Linked DNA regions of Mus musculus: regions 2 and 3 are each linked to region 1. A link is a contact called in public Hi-C and Micro-C data. All regions are on one chromosome and are shown on one strand. The core of a region is the stretch at or near the end of the contact, and the rest is flanking DNA. Distances in the headings are between cores, read along the strand shown. Region 1 holds the start of Zfp597 (zinc finger protein 597). Region 2 holds the start of D330022H12Rik (a long non-coding RNA gene). Region 3 has its middle 48 kb from the start of Srl.

The links. A called contact is a pair of places that touch in the nucleus more often than the background predicts.
Region 2: a contact with region 1 is called in a Micro-C map of embryonic stem cells, with 5 times the contacts expected there. The contact joins the promoter of D330022H12Rik here to the promoter of Zfp597 in region 1. A contact is called at or near these places in 1 of 484 Hi-C or Micro-C datasets (embryonic stem cells) and 1 of 115 datasets of contacts at active chromatin or transcription factors (pancreatic cancer cells).
Region 3: a Hi-C map of regulatory T cells shows a contact between it and region 1, with 3 times the contacts expected there. The contact joins the enhancer-like site here to the promoter of Zfp597 in region 1. A contact is called at or near these places in 1 of 484 Hi-C or Micro-C datasets (regulatory T cells) and 1 of 115 datasets of contacts at active chromatin or transcription factors (embryonic stem cells).

The regions. Positions count from the first base shown.
Region 1 is chr16:3,869,818-3,874,533 of GRCm38.p6, forward strand. It overlaps Zfp597 (zinc finger protein 597), which reads right to left and starts at 2,557. Exons shown (of 3, transcript NM_001033159.2): 1 at 2,242-2,557; 2 at 1,333-1,459. The coding sequence starts at 2,274. It also overlaps a transcript of Zfp174 not described here and a transcript of Naa60 not described here.
Region 2 is chr16:4,592,112-4,596,827 of GRCm38.p6, forward strand. D330022H12Rik (a long non-coding RNA gene) reads right to left here and starts at 2,144. Exons shown (of 2, transcript XR_875867.3): 1 at 1,321-2,144; 2 at 1-606. It overlaps Glis2 (GLIS family zinc finger 2), which reads left to right and starts at 2,602. Exons shown (of 7, transcript NM_031184.3): 1 at 2,602-2,824.
Region 3 is chr16:4,472,619-4,477,334 of GRCm38.p6, forward strand. It overlaps a transcript of Srl not described here. Among named protein-coding and RNA genes, the nearest start is that of Srl, 48 kb to the right of the region's middle. Within about 2 kb of position 2,568, at least 299 of the 459 cell types and tissues checked have an H3K27ac peak or open chromatin away from gene starts, as enhancers often do. A contact at or near this core is called in embryonic stem cells and regulatory T cells, where this site is marked.

The DNA.
Region 1 (4,716 bases), core at 1,307-3,806:
AAAAGAAACAGAGATGAGCTGAAAGGATATGCTGAGAAAGTTGGCAAAAAAGAACCAAGGGGACCCTGGGTTGTTAAGTATAAACATACACACACACACATATATATACACACATACACACATACATACATACACATACACACACACATACACACACACATATATACACTACATACACACACACATATATAATATACACACAAACATACATACACACACATATATATACACATATATACACATACACACATACATACATATATACACACACATACACACACATATATATACACACACACATACACACACACACATACATACACACACATATATAATATACACACATACACTTACATACATACACACACATACACACACATATAATATACACACACATACATACACGCACACATATATATACACATACATACACATACACACACATATATAATATACATACATACATACATACACACATACATACATACATACATACACACATATATTCAAGAAGATAGAGGATAACATGAACATGGCAGAAGTGGAAAATATAAGTCATGAATTTTGAAAAATAGTTTAGATGTCTATGCAGGCATAGGGATACTGCATATGGTTACTCTTACGTTAGAAAGGCAAAATACCCCCTTAAGAGAAAATCTGTTTCTAATCTTTAGCAAATGACAAGTCTCTATGTTAATGAAGTTTTCTGAGTAAAATTAATTTGACTCCAACAATTATTTAAGGAAATTACAAGGTACTGGCACATATATGAAACCATGGTCACTATTGTTGACTGAATTTCTTTTAAGAAATCATTTCAGGGCTAGGAAGATGGCTCAGCATATAAAATGTTTACAGTGTAAGCTAAGAACAGGAATTTGGATCCCCAACACCCAGAAAAAGCCAGGTAGATGTTGTGGCCCACCTTGTTATCCTGGCACTCAGGATATGGAGACAGGGGATCCCAAGGCAAGCTAGCTAACTAGACTTCAGTAAGTAGAGTGGAGAACAAATGAGAAAGTCACCTGACATCACCACTGGCCTGCACACTAATGCATGTGCACTGGCCCTCATGCTCACACAAGGGAAAACATTATCTGACTCTGACACTTGTTCTCTCCTACAAGTTCTTGCTATAGCTATAGAAATCCACATATACATGTGATTTTGATAGATAGATAGATAGATAGATACGTATACATAATACACAATATGTGTGTGTGTGTGTGTGTCACAGATAGGTCTCAATCCACCACCAGTGTGGACAAGGCATACAATGTTCATCCTAGAACTGATGAAAGTTCCATAATGCAGGAGAAACAACTGTCTTACCTATCGAGTCCAAATTCTCAAAACTCTTCAATGGGGCTTCTCTGCTGAGGGTCTTCTGAGCAGGGTGCAGACTCACACATTCCTCTTGAGAAAAATACACATCCAGATCTTCAAATAGCAGTGGTCTCTGAAACAGAAGCACTGTTGTTAGTATAAAAAGCTAGCAGGTCAGTTGAGTGTCCTGGAAGGCTGAAAAGAGCTAAACCCCTCCGCATTCTAAGGCGAAAAGGCTTGGTGTAAAATATTCCTCCCTGGGGGAACTCTATGGCTTGAATAGGGTGGGGGAGAGAGCATAAACATAAATTTTCAAACAGTGGTGTGAGAATCAAGAAGTACACCGTGAGAACGTAGTCTTTCCTGAAAAGATAAGTGAACAATTCTTGGGGAGAGAAATTATTTCGGATTCTCTAAGAAGGGAGGGGAAGGGGGGGGGGACGACACTGGCCAGCCCAGTAAGAATCCTGAGAAATAGTTTTTAGGAGTTTCCTAACATCATTCTTTGCTAGTTTGTGTTTCTTTTTCATCAGTGATTGCTCAGCTACACACACACACACACACATCACGACCACCACCACCTAAAGCTCTAGTTCTCTCCTAAGTTTACTGTTCCTGTAAACCCATAGAGCTTTTGGTGTAAAATTCACCTGGGTTTTAATTATCATTATTCAACAGGTGTGAAGCCCAGGAATCTGCCATTTGGAGACGCATTTCAGCAAGATAACTTTGAGAAATTGTTATAGACCCCTGCTAGGGCTCTCCTCCACCTGATGATTCTGAAATGAGGAAGTCGGTAAGCCAAGAAACGTAAGACAGCTTGGTCAAAGGGCTATCTGAGGAGGCGCCTCAGGACCTGCGCGTCTAACTGCCGCCAGGTCAGGACACCTGTAGGAAAATAGCGACACAATTCACCTGCTCATCCGATGTGGGGAGCGTGGACGCCATCTGGGGAAAGGAAGGGCTCCTTAAGTCCCCACGTTTGGACAACACTTCGAGTGGAGAGTCTCCAACTCCGCTGCCAGGCCTTTCCACTTCGCCCTCAAGCTCCTTTGAGAATCTGAGCTGACGGCTTCTTTCTCCAAAACAGCTCTGAAACAGCCACACTCACCAGCCCCGGAGTACCGACAACCTCGCCCAACCCGGCAGAAGCAGCGTGAAGCCACGCCCAGCCGAGACGCGACAAAGGAGGCGGAGGCCACCACAACACTCCCACGCTCCCATGCTCCCCACGCAGTAGCTGCAGGGAAACCGCCGGAAGCGACCCCCCCCATCCATCCTGCATCCTGATTGGCCAGCGTACTCCCGAGGCGGCGGTCCCTCCTTAATGGACCAATTGAGCAGCTTCCCGAGGACCTGAATCGCACCTGGCAACTGAGAGGCTATTCCTGAGCTTCTACAAGCAGCCGTTTCCGGTTCCTCTGGCTGGGTCTCGGTGGTGAGTGCCCCGCCTGTTGATATGTTCAGTCGGAGCAGTAGAATGGTCCCTGAGGGACACGGTGATTCCGAAAGCAGAGACCGGACCACTCTGGAGTCGATCACGGATGGCGGGAACACACAGACGCTGGGGGGGCCGGAGCTTTCGGTAGGAGGGGGTGAGGTGAATGAGAGGCCCCGAGATCCAGGCTTAGCTTGGGCCCAAGCCCAGTCTCAGATGGATTGTGGGGCTACGGTGTGTAAGAGGTTATCTTTGTGCAATCACAAATTCAGGTCAGGTTAGCCTTGTTGCTCGTGTCCGTTCCCGAAGTATTCTAGGGACATGAACCATTGTACCCGACAGGTGTAGTCCAACCAAATGATTGGGGCCCATAGCGGACATCGAGCGGGAATAGACCGCGGATTTCCTTCGCAGGATGTCTGGACCTGCCCTAGTGGCAAATGTTCTTGTAACCAACATTGAGCAGCGAATTGAAGATTCAAAATCATAAAGTCGAGCTCTTTCTAGAACTGTCACTAATTAGATGATCGTGCCAATTTTCCCCCCTTTGGTACTGAGGGTGAAACTACGGTTTCACGCATAGTAGACTTTCTACCACTGAGCTCAGACCCCTATCCTTGTTTTAAACTTTATTTTGAAATGAGGTTGACCCAAGCTAACTCTGAAATCACTGTATAGCCCCAGTAGACCTGCAATTAAGGTCTTGCCTCAGTACCCCTTAGTAGCTAGATCCAAACCCACATCTGGACACCTTTTAACTTTGCTTTCCTCAGCTGCAAAGAGCCCATAGTGCCTCTCTTTGATAATACAGAGGGCAATTTAAACTATTATAAGATGTTAAGTGAAAAGATTCGCCAGATTATGAGAAAGAGTTTGGGGGTCAACAAACAAGATTAGTACCTTGAAAATTCCAAATAAACCCCAGGTCTCTTGTCTCTTTCGTTAGAGATGGAGTCTTACTCTATGCCCTTGGCTGCTCAGAACTTGCTCTGTAGACCAGCCTGGCCTCCAACATCGAACACATCCATTTGCTTCTGCCACCCAAGTGCTGGGATTAGAGATGAGGCCACCCCACCCAGTGCCAACATAATCTGTTATGCTAATGTCAGGTTACTCAGGGATTGGCTGCATGGTTATTAAAACATTTGAGGTGAAGAGTAGTGGGATTTGACAGAATGTCAGGATAGTTTCAACTGCCAACAACAGAATCTAACGAAACAATTAAAGCAGTTGTGTTCATTCTGGGGCTCAGTGGCAGCATACAGGCCCGTGTTTCCTATTAAATATGTTGATAATGCCAATGGAACACAGCTACTGCATGCTAACTTTTTTTGTTTAATGGACCCATCCCAAGTTTTTCAAGAATAAAGATTCATTAGGGTTTGGCCTATCAATGCAAGTGCTCTGTCACTGGGAGAAGAGTCTGACACACTCTAGCCATCTAACTACAAAGTAAAAACTCTGGGTAAAGGAAAAATGCAAGTAGAAAGTCAGTAACATTCTCACAAGGACAAGCTATCCATTATTATCTAAATTGTCTGGGAATGATCACTAAAGACCCCAGGGTAAAAAACCCAAATGCTTCACTGACAGATGAAAAAATGAGAACAAACTTCCCTACAGACCTAGACCACTTCAAAATACTGAAGAAGAGTGGTATGTAATCCTACAGCAAAGGCATGTTCATCTCATCTTGATACAACTCATGATCATCTTTCTCTTGTTTTGTGCTTGCCATTTTTTTTCATAGATGTCTCATTTGAACTAAGAATCTTCTGATAGAGATGTAAGGTTCTGTACTTTGAACCCTGTTTCAGTTATTACAAAAAGATGAGCCAATTCCAGTGTCCAGAACCTAAGCCTAGAGTAACACTTTAGTATCTAACCAGAGAAGAGGTTAGCCCTGAGATGGGTGGAGTCAACATTCCCCTCACCTCTTGTAGTCGTTAACT
Region 2 (4,716 bases), core at 894-3,393, 720 kb after region 1:
TCTCCTTGAGGATGGGTATTTAGGATAGAATCTTGTATCCCCAGCCAGCTTTAAAATCCAGACACTCCTAGCTCAGCCCACTGAGGACCAGCTGCCTGGATTGAGGCCTGAGTTACTTCTACACCTAATTTAGCAGTCTGTCTTCACTCCTTTTTATTTACGTATTTATTTAGTTTTTTTTTTTTCTGACACAGGCTCACTCTATGTGGCCCTGATTGTCTTGGGACTTGTTATGTAAACCAGGCTGGCTTTGAACACATTATTTTTAAATGCTGATAAAGATCTCACTTTATACATAGCCCAGGTGGCCCTGGAATTCACTATGTAATTCAGGCCAACCTCCAACTTGTGGTGGTCCTCCCAAGTGCTGGGATTTCAGGCTTCTGTGTTTAATCTTGTTGGTTTTGCAGAAAACATCCAAATTTTGTTTACTTTTTTCTCTCTCAGTAGTTACGAGGACACCAGCTAGGTTGTGAAACTGGACCAGGCTTGACATCTAAGGGACCACTTGCCTAGTTTATAGTAAGTGTACCTCCATGTTCCCAGATTGCAGTGAGGAGGGGTCATGCCTCACCACCCAGCCTTGGATTCCAGTCTGAATTCTCCCTGGGAACAAAACAAAGAAAAACACTCTGAAGTTTCTTAGGCTCAAGCATTCCTCAACTGAGGTTGTTGGCCTTTTGTCGCTAAAATGGCACAGCACCTGGTGTCCCCCAATGATACTTTTTTCCCCCGTTATCAGGGACTGAACCTAGGAACACGTGCTGAACTACTTTAGCTCCTGAATAAGCTTTTTTTTTTCCTTTTTCTAAACAGATTTATACTAACTAGTACACCAGTTTCACACTACCGATGTGCCTCAGTTCCTGTAGTCAGCTTAGGTGAGATACTGCACTAGGGCTGGGTTAACAGAATAACAGAATAACTAAATTGCAGATTCAAGATGCCGGGAGAGGGCGCTTTGCAGTCCCTCGCCTCAGACTCTAGTGATGTTCGGCGGCCCTTTAACAGCCTCTTCCTGGAAGCAAGCTTTAGGTCCCAGAGCTGGCCTTCTCCGGGTCCATCTGCCAGCTAATATTTAACCCGGCAGCACTGCGACATTATCCACACAGGGGAAATGGGGGTGGGGGGGCATTATCCCCGCCTTACTCCTGGTGAACCGACCTCTTCCTAAATCCCTTTCATGTATTAAAAGATCATAAGAATCTAATATGTGTCTTCGTTCAAACCGAAGCACCCATCATGACTACATAATCAGTTAAGAGCACTGACTACGTATCCATTTGATCACCACATCAGGAGCACCAATTATGTGCCTACCTTCGCACCAGACCAGGAGCGTGTGCCAAGAGCAGTGCCTGGGAATGGGGATGCCCCATGATCAAGATTCATGTCTTGATGTGGCTCTGGCGCAGACCGAGGCATCAAATGCCCGAATAACAGATTTCCAACCCGGAGTCAGTACTTCACCTACTGGTGATGCTGACTTTGAAGTGCCTTTTCGTTTCCTGAGTTCAAGTCCAACTTCGGATCAGGAGGGCTGTCTTTTTGAACTGAGATTTGTCACCAGACAGGTAAAAAGATATTAGGCGTGGACTCAAGACTCGCCCAAAGAAAACACTAAAGAACGCCAAGTCTGAGCTTCCCAGGAAAAGGTGGGAAACAGCTTGGCTGCGGTGTGCAAGCGTTACTGACTTACATCCACTTTTCAGTGACCAACTCATTGAACTTACTGACGCCAAGTGCGATGACCCCGGCGGCGCTCAGATTAGGGGACCCAGGTTGTCCAGGCGGATGTCACCAAGATAACGGAATCCTGGATTGGTTGTGCCAGGCCTTGTGCTTATTTCACCAGGAGGGCAACTGAGGCTGAAGACAAGGCAAAGCTGGAAGAGAGAAGCGTGGCCTCGAACCTGTCGGAATTGAAAGGCCTTTGCCTGCGCGGTCCTGGATCTGGACTGGGCGGGGAAATCAGGGCCTTCCAAGAGGCATTTCTATCACCTCCGCGGCAGCCAAGGGCCGCGGGGGCCCTGGCCAAGGTGACCCCGCAGGGGGAGGCGAGGGTCCCCGCCCCTCGCCCGCTGCGGCCGCCTCCATCTTCCCGGTCCTTGGGGCTTTTCCTCCTGGCCGGTTCGCCCGCCCCTCTCCCAGGCTTCCCCCAGGGGCGGGATATCTCGCCCTGCCCCCCGCCCCCCAGGCCTTGTCCTAGCGCTGCCCTCGGGCTGGGGGCGGGACCGCGGCAGGCGGGGATGGGGGGGGGGGGAGTCGAGGAGGACGCGCGTCTCTGCCGTGGCGGGGCTCCCTCCTTCGCTCCCCCTTCCCTCCGGTGCCCGCTCCTGCGGCCGTCCGCTCTCCTCCCCTCCCCGGGCCCAGCCTCCCCCCACCCCCACCCTCCACCCCCCGCGCACGCTCCGTCTGGCAGCTGGCGCTCCGGGCCTGGGGCCGCAGTAGTGAGAGGGGTTTGTAGGGAGGGCGGGAGCGAGCGAGCGAGCCGCGAGGGAGGGAGGGAGGGAGGCCGCCCCCCGCGCCCCTCCTCTTCGCCCTCCTCCAAGGCCGCCAGTCCCTCCTCCCACCCCCTCCCTCCTCTCCTCTCCTCCCTCCCTTGCAAAGACATCCCCGCACAGCCCGGCCGCCGCGGCCACCTTCCCTGCCCCGAGCTGCAGATGTGGCGGAGCGGCCGGGTGCCGCGCGGCGCCAGGGGAGCCCGTGCCCCGTAAGCCTCGCGCCCCGGCCCCCGCCCGCCCCGGCCCTCCCCCTCGCCCGCTCCCCGCTGCCCCAGGACCGCCGGAACCCGCAGCCGGAGCCAGTCAGCCCGGCAGCCGAGGTAGGAAGCCCCCGGGCGTCGCGCCGGGAGGACGCGGGCTGGGCCAGGGACTTGCCTGGTGCGCGGGGCAGCGTAACCAGAGGGTCGCCTCCCCCTCCCGCGTCCGCGCCTTGCTCCGGGCCATTGTGAGCCCTCGCTGAGGCCCCTGCGCTCGTTGGTTTTGCGCTCTCCCTTTCTCGCCGGCTCCCTGGCTGGGTCCTTCGATTTCACCGTCTTTTTTCTCTTTCCTTCCCTCCTTCTGTTTGGGGGCCGAGCTGAACTGTGGCCCGGCCCGGGGCGGGCGCAAACTTCACTGGGGAAGTTGGGCGTCTTCAGTAGGGGTGCTCTGCGAGGTGAGAGGGGGCCACCCGAAGCCTGGGCATGAAGTTGTATGGGGCATCTGGCAGCCACCTTTGCTCACCGGTGAGCTCGGGTTATTTGGAAGGTACCCTCCCTTTCTGGGTAAAGTCCTGCTCTCACTACCCTTAACAAGCCTTGGGGGAGGCAGAGAGGGGGGCGTCCCTTGATTCAGCACTAGGAGTTGGAATATTGTGTAGCCTTTGGTCCACTCCTGAAGGGTGGATGGAAGCAGGTGAGGGACCTGGCTGGATGGAGAGGGTGAGTGATTGCATCCTCAGGATGGGTCTGGAAAAGAGGTGACGAGGCAGGTGCATCCCCCTCCTACCAGGATGATGCTTGCACCTCCCCGCAGGCCCCCTAGGATGGGGCTGGAATCCAGGCTGGCACCTGGACGCCTTGGCACACTGCCCTACCCAGTGGGATACTCAGGCCACAGCAGGGCAGCATGCTGCCTGTCTGCCTACCCAGGAGGGCCCGCCCAGCCCAGCCAGAGGGTGGCGGGGAAGCACTGGTTGCAGGGAGTTGCCCAGCCCTGCCCTGGGGCCTGGGAAGCTGGAAGGGATGCTGGGAGGAGCCCTGGGCCCCCAGCCATCAGGGCCCAAGATCTTGGCTCTAGAGGGAATGCTTGACACCAAGGGGGCAGTCAGGCTAGCCAGTGGCCCTACCAAGACTTGAGCTCCCATGGGTCTGGCCAGGGCTAGGGCCTGCGTCTTGGGCTTCGGTGGCAGGCACCCTGCACGGCTGTCTCCCTGTTGTCCTGGCACCCAGGAAGGAAGGTGGGGTTGAGCCATGGCTAGGGAGACAACTGCTATCTTAGCTAGCTTTCTGAAGCCCCTAGGCTCAGGGAATGTAAAACTGTCCCCTTCAGTGTGCCCAGCTCTCCCCAGGCCCTGCTCTGGTGGCACAGTACCACAGCTGTCCCAGCCCCAGCCCACACATCCCTCTCTAGTGACCTCAGAGCCCTCTCTCTCTTTTCTTCCCTCTGGGCTCAGGCTGGGCCTCTCAGCTGGCCCTGGCTTGCACTGGGGGAGGGGTCTCCTAAGACACCCTTTGCTGAACTGCCGTCTAGCTCATTTCAGGATCCAGTCCCAGTGTAATATGTCCCTGTCTGCCATCAGTCAAGCAGGAGGCAGTGCCAGGCTGTGGTTTTGTGGGGTGGGGAACCCTTGGAAGTAGCCCTGTGTCTTTAGCCTTTCCCCCCTCCCCCTTCTTTCCGGAGCTACCATTAGTGCTGACCCCCTGACCCCCTATGCCTGCCTGTCCTTCCCTGTCTGTGACCCCTGACCTTTGGTGTTAAATCCCTCCAGCTGGGTCTCTCCAGCCTCAGAGTGACCCTAGCCCAGGCCCCCTGGGGCAATCTGGCTCTTGGCTCTCTATGCGGGGACACCTGCCAGCCCTCCCTCCTAGATTGGGGGTGGGTGGGAAGCCAGACAATGAGTCACCCCACTTCCAGGCACTGCTGCTTTGGGGGTCACTGGCCGTTAAGGGACTTGCTGGATCCAGGACACAATTTGTGTGTAGGGCATATGGGGGAAAGCTCTTGGCCAAGAAAC
Region 3 (4,716 bases), core at 1,318-3,817, 600 kb after region 1:
GTACACAAACTGTAACTTCCTTTGATGAGGGGCTTAGATGGGGGAAAGGTTAGTGAGCCCTCTAGGAAAGAAGCAGTCAATAAAGATTCTGAAGAAGCCTGGGGGGAAGGGACCAATAATTTTAAAGCTCTTGACTCTACAACACACCATTTTAGGGGTGCTGGTAAAACTACCCACCAAACTGGTTGTTGCTTATCCCTGAGGAACTCAGTGTTCCTCCAGCAGCACCAGAAATGCAATTAGCAGAACTGAGCTCGTGGGTGGAACAGGGAGTCAGAGCTGAGCGGAGAGGAGAGGCAGCACCCTGGGTCCCTGCCCAGAGTGTGAAGGATCTCGGGAATGAGGAGGTGGGGAAAGATGGCTCCAGACAGAAGCACTTCAATTCCAAAAGCTCTCTTACACTAGGAAAACCAAACAGAAATCCAAGATACTTTTTCAGATTCCCAAACTTACTCTTTTAACCTAAAGATGGCCTATTCAAGCCATCAGGGGAAATGCCAACCCACGTGGGGCTTCATGCAGATGTCCTGTAGCTGCCCCTAGACAAGTCCCAGGAGTAAATAAAAAGAAAAGCAAAAGTCCTTTGGTGAGCGCTGCCATGTAATGTGGCTCTTTTGTTCTCCACAGACCTGCCCGGGAAGCCACACTTGAAGTCTCTGCCTCCTAGAGCTCGGTGAGCTAACCCTGACCCTGGTGGACCCTGACACACACTGCTCTGAATTCAGATCCCTGTCACAGGGCTTGTTCCAAACAGAATCGAATTAATTTTATTTCCTGATGAGGATGTCTGAAGGAGAGGGTGCCTCACACATGGTAATCAAGTGCTCTGCCTACATTCCAAGGCGATGACTGTTTGATTTGTTTTTGGTTTACCTACTTATTTTGAAACAGGGTCTCTATGTAGTCCAGCTGTCTTGGAACTCGCTATATATACTAGGCTGACCTCAAATTCACAAAACTCAGCCTGATTCTGCCTTCTCTTTCTTTAATTCTACTACTAAAGGCATGGGCTACCACAGCCAGTGCTGGCTTCTTGAGGAAACTACTACAGAATCTCTTATGTCCTTTCAGATCCTAAAATTGATGATTTGGGGAACAGCTCAAAGAATTCCAATGTAACCACAGTATTACCCCTGTATATATATCATATTATGGTATCCACAGTATTACCCCTGTATATTATATTACGGTATCCACAGTATTACCCCTGTATATATACATCATATTACGGTATCCACAGTATTGCCCCTGTATATATATATATATATATATTATAGTATCCTATAGCTGCCATTTCCATCTCACTGGGGGCAGGAGGAGCGGTGATTCCCCTCATACTGAAGTGGAGGAAAATAGCAGAGCTTCATTGTCTTTTGATTTGTTTTGGTTTTTTGAGATAAGAGCTTCTCTGTCCTGGAACCCTGTCTTAGTCAGGGTTTCTATTTCTGCACAAACCTCATGGCCACGAAAGGGTTTATTCGGCTTACTCTTCCACACTGCTGTTCATCACCAAAGGAAGTCAGGACTGGGAGTCAAGCAGGTCAGAAAGCAGGAGCTGATGCAGAGGCCATGGAGGGATGTTCATTACTGGCTTGCTTCCCCTGGCTTTTTTTTTTTTCAAAGATTTATTTATTCATTATATGTAAGTACACTGTAGCTGTCTTCAGACACTACAGAAGAGGGCGTCAGATCCTGTTACGGATGGTTGTGAGCCACCATGTGGTTGCTGGGATTTGAACTCCTGACCTTCGGAAGAGCAGTCGGGTGCTCTTACCCACTGAGCCATCTCACCAGCCCTCAGCCTGCTTTCTTATAGAACCAAGACTACCACACCAGACTCCAGACTGTGTCAACTCAAGTTGACACAAAACTAGCCAGTACAAACCCGATCTGTAGACCAGGCTGGCCAGAACTCACAAAGATCCACCTGCCTCTCAAGTGCTGGGATTAAAGACATGCGCCACCACTTTAGGCTAAAGCTTTGTGGCTAATGACAGAGGAGGTCAGCTTAAATTTCAAGCTCCTAGGATCATCTCTTAAAATCCTCACTTCCTGTTTTAGCTGGGGGCTGGCCCAGGAGAAAATAGCCCTCTAAAAACAGCAAGCACCAAATTCTCTAGGATGTACTGTCCACAGCATATAACTCTGAGCAAGTTCAAGGCCTCCTGGGTCCTAAATCAGAATTTTGCAGATCCTCTCAGGGCTTCAAAGTTGTCAGTTCCACAGCTTCCGAAGGGCAGAGCCTCAGCAACACCGGCCTTCAGGACACAGCCTTGTCCCCTGGGTAACTCGGCTGGCTTCAGGCTCCTAGACGTCCTCTGGCTGGAGGGTGAGGGGGACTGCTTGGAAGGGCCAGGTGCATCGGCCTCTTTAGCCTCACCGCTTGGTCTCCGGAGCTGCAAGGCGGCTGGCGCTGAGGTAATGGCGTGCAACTACCTCACGTCCCACTAGATCTCGGATACAAGACAGAGCTCGGACTCGGACACGAAGGAGTTGAGGGGACTTTGAGCCTCGAAAAGATCTTGGGACCGGCTGCCCAGTCACCGCCCACTCGAGACTCAGTGTAGACTCAGGAAGCACCGCGAGGTTCCACGTCTGCGCATGCGCTGTGCCAGCACGACAGCACCGAGAGATGGCCGCTAGGGAGCGCGACGGAGCAGTGCGGTCGTGCGCATGCGCACCAAGACTGCTGCCTTGTGAACTGCTTCCTGTGCCTGAGACCCAGCTTGCAACCCTCTCTGTGGCTGGTGCCTGTAGGGCCACGGCCAGTGGCTGCACCGTAGGTGGTGACCCCCACCTCAGGAAGACAAATTTGAGTGAATGAAAAGCCTGGCTTGAGAGACGTTCAGTGAGGAGCTCCACTCCCCCCACTTTCAGGACCCGGGTTCAGAACTGGCCTCACTTTCCTCATTAAGATCAGGAGCCGAACTGGGGAAGAAGGCCAAGGCCAGGCACAGCCACAGGGTTTCCGGTAGTGATAGAGGAACCAGATTTGGCCACAGACAGGATGCCAGTTGCAACCCATGCATTCCAGAAGTGCATCTCTCCACCTGTGGCCTTGCGGAATGGGGAGGTGGAGGACCAACAGCAGTCCCATGTCCTCACAGGGCCGCAGGGGCAGAAACACATCACAACATCGCATCCTTGCTTTCACAAACACTGCCAGGTGTTAACTGGCTTCGTGAGGTGGAATATGCCAAAATGTCACAGAAACCAGAGACGGGGCGTGGACTGGGCTTTTTTAGTGCCTATGTGGATGCAAGGTCCAACCAGGTCTTACAGACAGGGCCAGGCTGATAGACTAAGCTTCTCCAGGTCCTTAGCTCTTAGGAATGGGACAGAGTTAAGGGAAGACAGCAGGCCCAGGGGCAGGCAGGAAACTCCTGCTGGATCTTCAGTTTCTTCATGCTGTCCTCTGCCCAGGAACTTTAAGTGGCCTAGACTCCCTGGACTTTTTCATCTGCCCTATCCATCACCCCCGCCACACAAGCGTTCGTCTCCCCCAGGACCCCGTCCTACACTCATGTCCAGCCTTCAGTGTAGCTGAAGTTGCACTCCCTCCCTAAGTCTGACCTCCTTTTCTGGTATTCTAGGGAAGAGTCCTGACTCTATGGAAATACCCTTTTCAACAAAGGTAATACATTACTGTTCAAACAAAAATTTAATGATTTCAGTTCATTGGTTCTTTACAAATGAGAAAAAGGAAAACTACTGGGGGCCTGCAGCAGGAAAACCACTTTAATCCAGGCATTCCAGACCATCCTGGCGACATAGCAAGACCGCATCTCAAAACAAGTGGGTAAGAAAATCTTCTGTACTGGTGATAATATGATTTGGAAAACATCGTCTTATTCCTGGGGTCTTTCCTGATCACTGCCCCTCCTATGCCTTGAATCCCCACTACACAGTTACTTCCCGAGGTCAGAAATGATACCCTGTAAATCTGAAAAGTTCCAAATATTTTGAAATAGTACTGAGAAAGTCACTAGCACTAGAATTAATGGAAATATAACAGATATTTTCATACTCTTCACAAAATCATCTTTTGTTGGTTTGGGTTTCTGTTTTGTGATGTTTTTGTTGTTGTTGTTGTTGTTGTATTTTTCTTATGTGCTGTTTTTTTGTTTGGTTGGTTGGTTTTTGGTTTTTCGAGACAGGGTTCCCCTGGCTGTCCTGGAACTCACTCTGTAGACCAGGCTGGCCTCGAACTCAGAAATCCACCTGCCTCTGCCTCCCAAGTGCTGGGATTAAAGGCGTGCGCCACCATGCCCGGCATTTATGTGCTGTCTTGTGTTTGTTTTTGAGGTAGTCTCAAACTATAGCCTCCTGAGTGCTGGGCTTACAGACACAAGCCACCACACCAAGTTCACAATCACCTTTATTAGTGTTTGAGAAATGCGTACTATGAACTCTGGGGTAATGCTCCAGATGAGCACACATCAGCTACAGTAGTTAGACCTAGGGGTACATACCTGTAATCCTACCCCATGGGAAGCTGAGACAGGGGGACGGACCATGCATTTGAGGACAGACTAGGCTACATAGCAAGTTCAAGGTCATCTTGGGCTACATAGTGAGATTCTATCTCAAAAAGATCTTTTTCTAATGTACATGTTTCTTAAGATTTTTCTTTGGCTCTTTTTTCCCTATTTATCTGTTTTCTCATATTCTGGTTTGTTTTTACTTTATCTTATTATTTTAGATGCTTGTTTGTTT